Linked DNA regions of Sus scrofa: region 2 is linked to region 1. A link is a contact called in public HiChIP or PLAC-seq data. All regions are on one chromosome and are shown on one strand. The core of a region is the stretch at or near the end of the contact, and the rest is flanking DNA. Distances in the headings are between cores, read along the strand shown.

Region 1 (4,210 bases), core at 637-3,136:
AGCTACTCTTGAAACTAGGAACAGAGAAAAAAATAACAGGTACTACAAAGAGTTTAAAAAGCTATTGCAGGAGTTCCTGTCGTGGCGCAGTGGTTAGCGAATCCGACTAGGAACCATGAGGTTGCGGGTTCGGTCCCTGCCCTTGCTCAGTGGGTTAACGATCCAGCGTTGCCGTGAGCTGTGGTGTAGGTTGCAGACACGGCTTGGATTCCGAGTTGCTGTGGCTCTGGTGTAGGCCAGTGGCTACAGCTCTAGTTCGACCCCTAGCCTGGGAACTTTCATATGCCACAGGAGTGGCCCTAGAAAAGGCAAAAAGACCGAAAAAAAAAAAAAAAAAAAAAACCGATTGCAATCCTATATTATGCCCAGGGACACATTACATCTTAATAGGCAAAAAATATAACTCATTAGATAAAATTATTTGAGAGTTCCCACTATGATGCAGTGGATTAAGGATCCAGTGTTGTTTCTTAGGCAGCACAGGTTCAATCCCTGGCCTTGCACAGTGGGTTAAGGATCTGGGGTTAGTGCAGCAGTGATGTAGGTCGAAGCTGCAGCTCAGAGTCCATCCCTGGCCTAGGAACTTCCATATGCTATGGCTATGGCCAAAAAAAGGGAAAAAACCCAAAACTATTCCTTTGGCAGGTCCTTATCTGTTTCTTCACTAGAAACCATGCAATGGGACAGCAGGAACAATGCCTAACCTTTTAGCCACACATCCTCAAGACCTAAGCTGGGACCTTGGTCCAAAAGAAAATCCAACAAATACTGCTGGGAGACTGGTACTTCAAAAGCCTACAACTCTCACCTCTACCTCCCATCACACCCCAGCTATGTCTCATCCTCCACCTGCCTCTCCTACTCCGTGCCCCCAGGTCCTCATTGCCTGGAGCCAAATACTGCTGCTTTTTAAGGCAAAAAAGGGTCAACCATTCAAGCAGCCTTCATGCATCTGCATCTTGTGGGAAATTCCAGATTAGAATTTCCATCTGCTTTGGCCAAAAAAAAAAAAAAAAAGTCAAATTAGATAATTTCCCCCAAAGAACCCCAAACTACTATAAAGAGTATAAAGATCTCCTCAGGAATTCACTGGTCAGAAGCATGAACTCCCAGGACAGTCAGAACTCCCTAAATATACAACATCTCATCCTCCTGACCATAATTTTTGCTTGTTTGTTTTCACTTTTTGACCACAGTCTTCAGTAAGAAACACATTTCATACTGCAACCCAGTCACACTGTACCCCAGTCACAAAAATATACATGTCACTGGGACCCTTACTTGGTGCAGTGCCCTTTAACACTGACACATCTGTTCTGTTTGGTTTTATTCTACTCTACTGGGGTTTTTTTTAAATGCTGGTTGTAGCCCACGAAATTGATGTCTTGAGCCACTAAATGGTCATGACCTTCAGTTGAAAAACACTAGCCTAAACTGACCCAGCTCAGTGTCACCCACCTACCCCAGACCTTTTATTCACAAGATCAAAGTTCTCCAAGAAGCCCCATGTCCAGTGGCCTCCTGAGCAAACCTAGGGCTGCCAATTATAATGAGTTTCAGGAATGCAGCAAGTAAAAAGCTTTTACCCTGTGCCATGTCCTGTGTGATAAAGAAATGAACAATTATGCTTGCCAACTCTGTGCGAGGCATGCTAGGTACTTTGCATGACTGGCTTTCCTTAATCCCCTCACCAGTTCTCTCTGGTAGTCATCATTCCCACTTTAGAAATGAGACAACTGATGAAAACAAATAGAAAGTAACAAGCTGGTAAGGAACCAAGTGAGATTTCCAGCCAGAGCTGTGTGACTCTATAAGCCACCATGCTCGTCTTCCTGACAGCACTGCATCAGCCAGAATGAAGTCTTTCCTTCCTTGCCGTATCCCTGTGTCTGTCCACATGCAGCATCTCACTCCAGATCTGGCCTTCTATCACTTCCCCCAGGAAGGCCCCTCTAAGAGCCACTATCTACCAACATCTAGATACACAATCGGCACTGTATTTTTCTATGAGGCTCTACAGTGCTTGATTATCACATGTGCAATTTGTGTGCAGTATGGGTGCGTGTGAATGTGTGTATGTTTATTGCTCTTCTCTGCTGCCAAAATCATACACCTGCTTTCCATAAATAGGCACCTGCAGTTCTTAGAGCCATATGTCAGATTCCACGATTCTTTTTTTCTGGTACCTCATCTGACCCAGCTACTTGAGAATGACTAGCTTGAGCATTTCCAGCTATTTTTAGTTCCTTCTGACGCTGACCTATGCTGTTCACCAAGGAGCTGGTAGGAACTGGAAGGGCTGTATCAACCTTAACAAAACAACTTCTCAGGCAGCTGACTGCCTGCAGCTTTGGGACAAGGGATGAAATTAAGAAATCTTAAGTGCAGAGCTTTCCAAATGGGGAAGGAAAGGGCAGACAATCCCAACTGTCCACCAGCAATCCAGATTGCCACCTCAGCCAGCTCAGGCTGTGGGAGAAAAGAGAGCAAAGAATATAAGAAGAAGGTGAAGGCAACCTAACAAATCTACAACCAACCGACTCTTAAGAGCAAAACCCTGAAAAGAACCAGAGGTGGGCTCTCCTCCATGACCTCCTCAAGCTTTCCTCAAAGGTCTTCCAGAGTACATGGTACCCTGGGACTTGGAGAAGCACCCTGAACTCACACCCTGGTAAAGGGGGGTGATCCTACTAAGGCAAATTCCTTTGGTTGGGGTGTGTCCTTCTTCAGAGTGGAATACTAAAAGCCATCTCACTGCCCAGGTGCCAATTCAGCACATATCCTGATCCAACCTCACTTCAAAATTTTTTTCCATATCCACTGGTTTAAGAATATACAGAGTGTAGATATATAGAGATATATGGAGTAGCTACGTGAATATGCAGAATATTCAAAGAGAGGGAAAGAAACCATACCTGATAATTTCTAAGAGACCCATATTAGGAATGATAATTAGCACTTTAAGAAAAAAAAAACTGTTTTTCAGTTCTATTTTATGAATTTACACATCTGCCCAAAGAAGTTCCAGCCCAAAAGAACAAATCAGTCAAGTCATTTGAACCAGTACTTTCGTCTTGATTTAAGTAGACTAAAAGGAACTAGTTTCACAGTCTTCATCTGTTTTTCAGATTAATATGAGATAGATAACAGCATTCTATAGTACAGCAAATGATTCCTTTTTGTTTTCATAAATTATCACAGATCTGAAGATGTGTATGTCTGTGTTAAGGGCTAGCACTTTTTCAAAAGTTTTTGATATTTAAATAACCCATCTATCTACGAGCAAATTTCTCATAGCATTTATTTAAATAGCATCTATTCCAAACAAAATTTTAGCACTATCAGTGAGCTGATTCCTATGATAAAATATCATAAGCGAGAAAGAATTAATTTTCACCCCATTCTAAATGAAACCCAAATTTCACTGTTTACAATATATTTCATTACACCTAAAAATAAGAGTTTAATATCATCAAATATCTAATCAATGTGCAAATTTCCTCAATTGTCCTATAATTCTTAAAAGTCTATTCAAAGCACACATGGAACATGCTCCAGGACAGATCACACGCTAAACCATAAAACAAGTCTTAATAAATTTAAGAAGACTGAAATCATGTCAAGCATCTTTTGTGACCACAGAGGTATGAAACTAGAAATCAGTTACAAGAAGAAAACCAGCAAATTCATAAATATGTAGAGATTAAACAGTATGCTACTGAACCAATGGTTCAAAGAAATCAAAAGCAAAATAAAAAATATTGTGAGACAAATGAAAATTGAAGTAACAACTGATCAGTACTTATAGGATGCAGAAAAAGCAGTTCTAAGGAAGTTCTTAGTGATAAATGCCTATATTAAGAAACAAGAAAATTTTCAAATGAACAACCTAACTTTAAACTTTAATGAATTAGAAAAGAATCATAAACTATGCTCAAAGTTAGTAGAAGGAAGGAACAACAAAGATCAGAGCAGAAGTGAGTGAATGAGAGACCAAACAGACACACAACACACACAATAGAAGGGGTCAATGAAACCAAGCTAGTTTTTTGAAAAGCTAAGTGAAAGAGACACACTTTTAGCCAAACTCATCAAGAAAAGAGAGGATTGATATAAAATCCAAAAATGAAAAAGGAGACACTATAACTGATAACCATAGACATACAAAGGATAGTGAGACTACTATGAACAATTACATGCCAACAAATTG
Region 2 (4,210 bases), core at 612-3,111, 200 kb before region 1:
TTCATATTTATATTTATGAGATCTACATGGATTTAGAGAGCTCATATTGCTCATATCCCCAATTCTAATCCCACAGAACAGTTTCTTTTACTCTTCTGCTTATTCTTAGTCACACTCTTTCTACTAAACTAAGAAACTTGGCTTTCATTATTCATACTATTTGACTTGTTTGCTCAATCCTAGGATACTCATAGCAGCTTCAGAATTGCTAATCTGTACTTACAAACTCAGGGAAAAGCAAAATTATGAACTAGAATATGCAATATCTGTGCAAAATTCTTATATATTTTAGCCTTGCAAAATATAGCCAAAGTACTGTTTCCCAGAGTTAAGTTAGTTCCTTTTTTTCCCCACCCCTTCATTTTTTACTTTTTAATTTTTATTTTGAAAAAAAATGTCAAACTTAGAAAAAAATTGCAAAAATAAAATCAAAGAATTCTTGTATCTTCCTTAAATAACCACATTATAGGAAATTATGTTATTCATTTGTAAGAGAGTTAGTTTTTCCCTTGTTGCTATTCATATTTTATTTGGGGTTCCCTCACGCCATTTGATTAGATTTTCATTTTTATCTTAATTACTGATTTTTTTTTTGCATGTGGAGCATTATTATGATTCTGAAAGTTGGAACTTTACAGAAAAGCATACTCAGAGGCATCTCACCCCCTCAGCCCATACACTGTACTTCTGTTCCTGCATTTTATTTACTCTGTTCCCATCTACTCTCTCTAGGTAACTGATCCTGGCTTTGGGTTTATTCTTCCTGTGTATTTTTGCCTATGCAAACAAATATGTGTATATATTCTCATGTCTCCTTCTCTCCAACATCAGAGGTAGCATACTAGTATAGACACCCTTGCACTTAACCTTGTTCCACTTAACAATATATCTGGGAACTCTCTCCATATCAATTCACTGAGACCCCCTGCATTTATTTATACAGCTGCATGGGATTCCACCGTGTGTATGTATCTTATATGTTCCACTAATCTCCCATGGTTGGGCATTTAGGTTGGTTTCAGCATTATGTAATTAAAAATAACACTGAGATGAATGAACTTGTACAGATGTATTTTTCTGTCCTTGGGAATGGATCCTCAGGGTAAATTCCTAGAAGTAGGCTTTGTGGGTCAAATACAAGTGTACATTGTCTTCTATTGCACCAAATTGTCTTCCACATAGGTTGTACCACCTTGCTACCATTAATGTATAAGAACTTGTTTCCCAACAGACTTTATGGTCATGCTTTTTAAATTTTTATTAATTTGATAGGTTAGAAATAGTATACCATTTGTGGAATATACCGTAGTATTTTAAGTTACACCTCTCAGTAATGAGAGTTTGGACAGCTATTAATATGTTTAAAGGAGTATATACATATGTTTTGTGAATCATTTGTGTCTTTTGCTCATTTTTCTATCAGGTTTTTGGTCCTTTGCCCCTCAATGTGTAGGAAGTTTTTAAAATATTAGAACTATTAACTCTTTGTCTGTGAAATATGTTACAGAGTCTTCCTTTTGAATTTTATGCTACATGCATGTAACACTGAAAAAAAATCTTAAGTTCACAGGAACATGCTTGATAGTGACTGAACAGAAAAGAAGAAAATGTGGCTAGTCGCAGGTTGGGAGTAATTTGAACTCTGTTGGTCCTCAGGATTTTGATTTGCCTTTCTCTCGGGAGCCCTACAAGTGAAGCGACGGTGTGTGCCTGCCAGGAGACAGGGTGAACAGCCAGGTCTGAGCAACTGAAGGTGAGTCCTGACCGCCTCTCCTGTCCCTTTTGGTACATGTGCTTGGGCAGTGTCCCAGTTCCAGGAAATCACTGGGGAATTACACGCATGACTTCTTTTCCTTCCTCGTGGCCACCACATGCTCCAGCAAAAATTGCAAGACTGCTGCTCTTAGAGGCTTGTCAGAGCCTCTCTTCTAAATATAAAAGCAGAGACACTAAAAATAAACAGTGGTGAATGTGAGTTTCATAGGTTCCTGAAATGTCAGGACACCCAGGGAATAAACTTATCTCAAGGAGCCAGGAAGGAGCAGGTGGTGATCCACTTCTGACCTGGATTTTGCAGATGAGGGGAGCCACTTGCTGAGGGTTGCTGAGTAGCTGGACTGTCTTAATTCTTTCTTAAGTTGTGCTGAGGGCAGGACAGCTGGGAATGAGTTGTTTCCTTGTCTAATATTTCTGTGGCAAGATCCTTAAGTACACATAGTCCTCAGGAAAAGAACCAGGGCTGAGGGACTGCAGTGACGAATCTAAATTATTGGAGGATGAGCAAGGCATTTGAACAGCTTAGAGCACATAGAATCACCTGTCAACCAGGAGAGATATGTGCCTGGCACAGTGTCTGTTCCACCAGTGTGTGATTAATACAGGTTTTTTTTTTTTCACGTTCTTTTTTAAAATACTATTTTCTATCATGGTCATCCAGGAAATTGGATATAGTTCCCTGTGCTACACAATAGGATCTCACCAACCATCCATTCTAAATGTAATAGTTTGCATCTACTAACCCCAAACTCCCCATTCATCCCACTCCCTCCCCCCTCCCCCTTGGCAACCACAAGTCTGTTCTCTATGTCTGTGAATCTGTTTCTGCTTGTAGATAGATCCATTTGTGCCATATTTTAGACTCCGCATATAATCAATAACATATGGTATTTGTCCTTTTCTTTCTGACTTACTTCACTTAGTATGAGAATCTCTGGTTACATCCATGTTGCTGCAAATGGCATTATTTCATTCTTTTTATGGTTGAGTAGTATTCCATTGTGTATATGTATATTCCACATCTTCTGAATCCATTCATCTGTCAATGGACATTCAGGTTGTTTCCATGTCTTGGCTATTGTGAATAGTGCTGCCATGAACATATAGGTGCATGTATCTTTTTGAATTATAGTTTTATCTGGATATATGCCCAAGAGTGGGATTGCTGGATCATATGGTAGTTCTATATTTAGTTTTCTGAGGAACTTCCATACTCTTTTCTATATTGGCTGTACCAATTTACATTCCCACCAACAGCAGAGGAGGGTTCCCTTTTCTCCACACCCTCTCCAGCATTCGTTATTTGTAGACGTTCTAATGATGGCCATTCTGACCTGTGTGAAGTGGTACCTCACTGTAATTTTGATTTGCATTGCTCTAATAACTAGTGATGTTGAGCGTCTTTTCATGTGTCTACTGGCCAACTGTATGTCTTCTTTGGAGAAATGTCTATTTAGGTCTTCCGCCCATTTTTCTATTGGGTTATTTGTTGTTGTTGTTGTTGTTGTTCAGTTTTATAAGTTGTTAATATGTGCCATCTTATATGACTATTAGGGATCTCAAGGCTGTGAGCGTTCAGGTAAGAAAGGCAAGGCAAAGAATGAAGGGTAGCTATACCCCTAGACAGATACTCTGAGGTAGGCCACTGGGTGAGACTTAGGAAAGGCTCTTCCAATACACAAAATACAGGTGAAATACACAAAATACACAAAATACAGGTGCAAAATACTGGTGACAATAGCAGCAGATAATCCAAGACACACCTGGACCACATGGTCCCACACCTGCAAACAAGATCAGGCGCTGTCAACACCCATCCCAACTAATGCCTAAAGGGGAGGAAAGCACACTTACTGAAAGCAACAGCAGACTCATGAAAATCCAAGTTATATAACCAGTTAGGCAGAAGCACTTTCATCTTCCAACACAAAGAATGTGACCAGAATACTTATATGGCTTCAATATTACTGTAAGAAGTATTTTCCCTAACTACTCATGGCTTCACTACTCTCGCAGACATCTGGTATAAGCACCCACAGGCGTTCTTTGAACAAGCCGTACTCACGTACTCATCCATTCCTTCCTTTGTGCTGTTAACTTTACCCATAATACCATTCACTCATTCATATATACAGGAACATATTTATTGAATTGTTCACCAATTGCAATTGATTTTTTTTTTCTCTTTAGGGCCACACATGCAGCATATGGAAGTTCCCAGGCTATGGGGTTGAATGGGAGCTACAGCTGCTGGCCTACACCACAGCCACAGCAATGCCAGATCCAAGCCACGTCTTCAACCTATACAACAGTTTGTGGCAACATCGGATCCTTAACCCACTGAGCAAGGCCAGGGATCGAACCCACATCCTCATGGTTACTAGTCATGTTCGTTACTACTGAGCCACAGTGGGAAATCCCTTGATATTTTTTA

What was found. HiChIP or PLAC-seq counts read pairs in DNA pulled down with a chosen protein or histone mark.
Region 2: an H3K27ac HiChIP or PLAC-seq map of skeletal muscle shows a contact between it and region 1, with 6 times the contacts expected there. The contact joins two enhancer-like sites. A contact is called at or near these places in 1 of 47 Hi-C or Micro-C datasets (skeletal muscle) and 1 of 2 datasets of contacts at active chromatin or transcription factors (skeletal muscle).

Annotation. Positions count from the first base shown.
Region 1 is chr9:106,104,562-106,108,771 of Sscrofa11.1, reverse strand. All of the region lies in intron 1 of LOC110255500 (a long non-coding RNA gene), which reads right to left. Among named protein-coding and RNA genes, the nearest start is that of NAMPT, 55 kb to the left of the region's middle. Within about 2 kb of position 1,886, at least 8 of the 83 cell types and tissues checked have an H3K27ac peak or open chromatin away from gene starts, as enhancers often do. A contact at or near this core is called in skeletal muscle, where this site is marked.
Region 2 is chr9:106,304,747-106,308,956 of Sscrofa11.1, reverse strand. No RefSeq gene overlaps it. Among named protein-coding and RNA genes, the nearest start is that of NAMPT, 150 kb to the right of the region's middle. Within about 2 kb of position 1,861, at least 8 of the 83 cell types and tissues checked have an H3K27ac peak or open chromatin away from gene starts, as enhancers often do. A contact at or near this core is called in skeletal muscle, where this site is marked.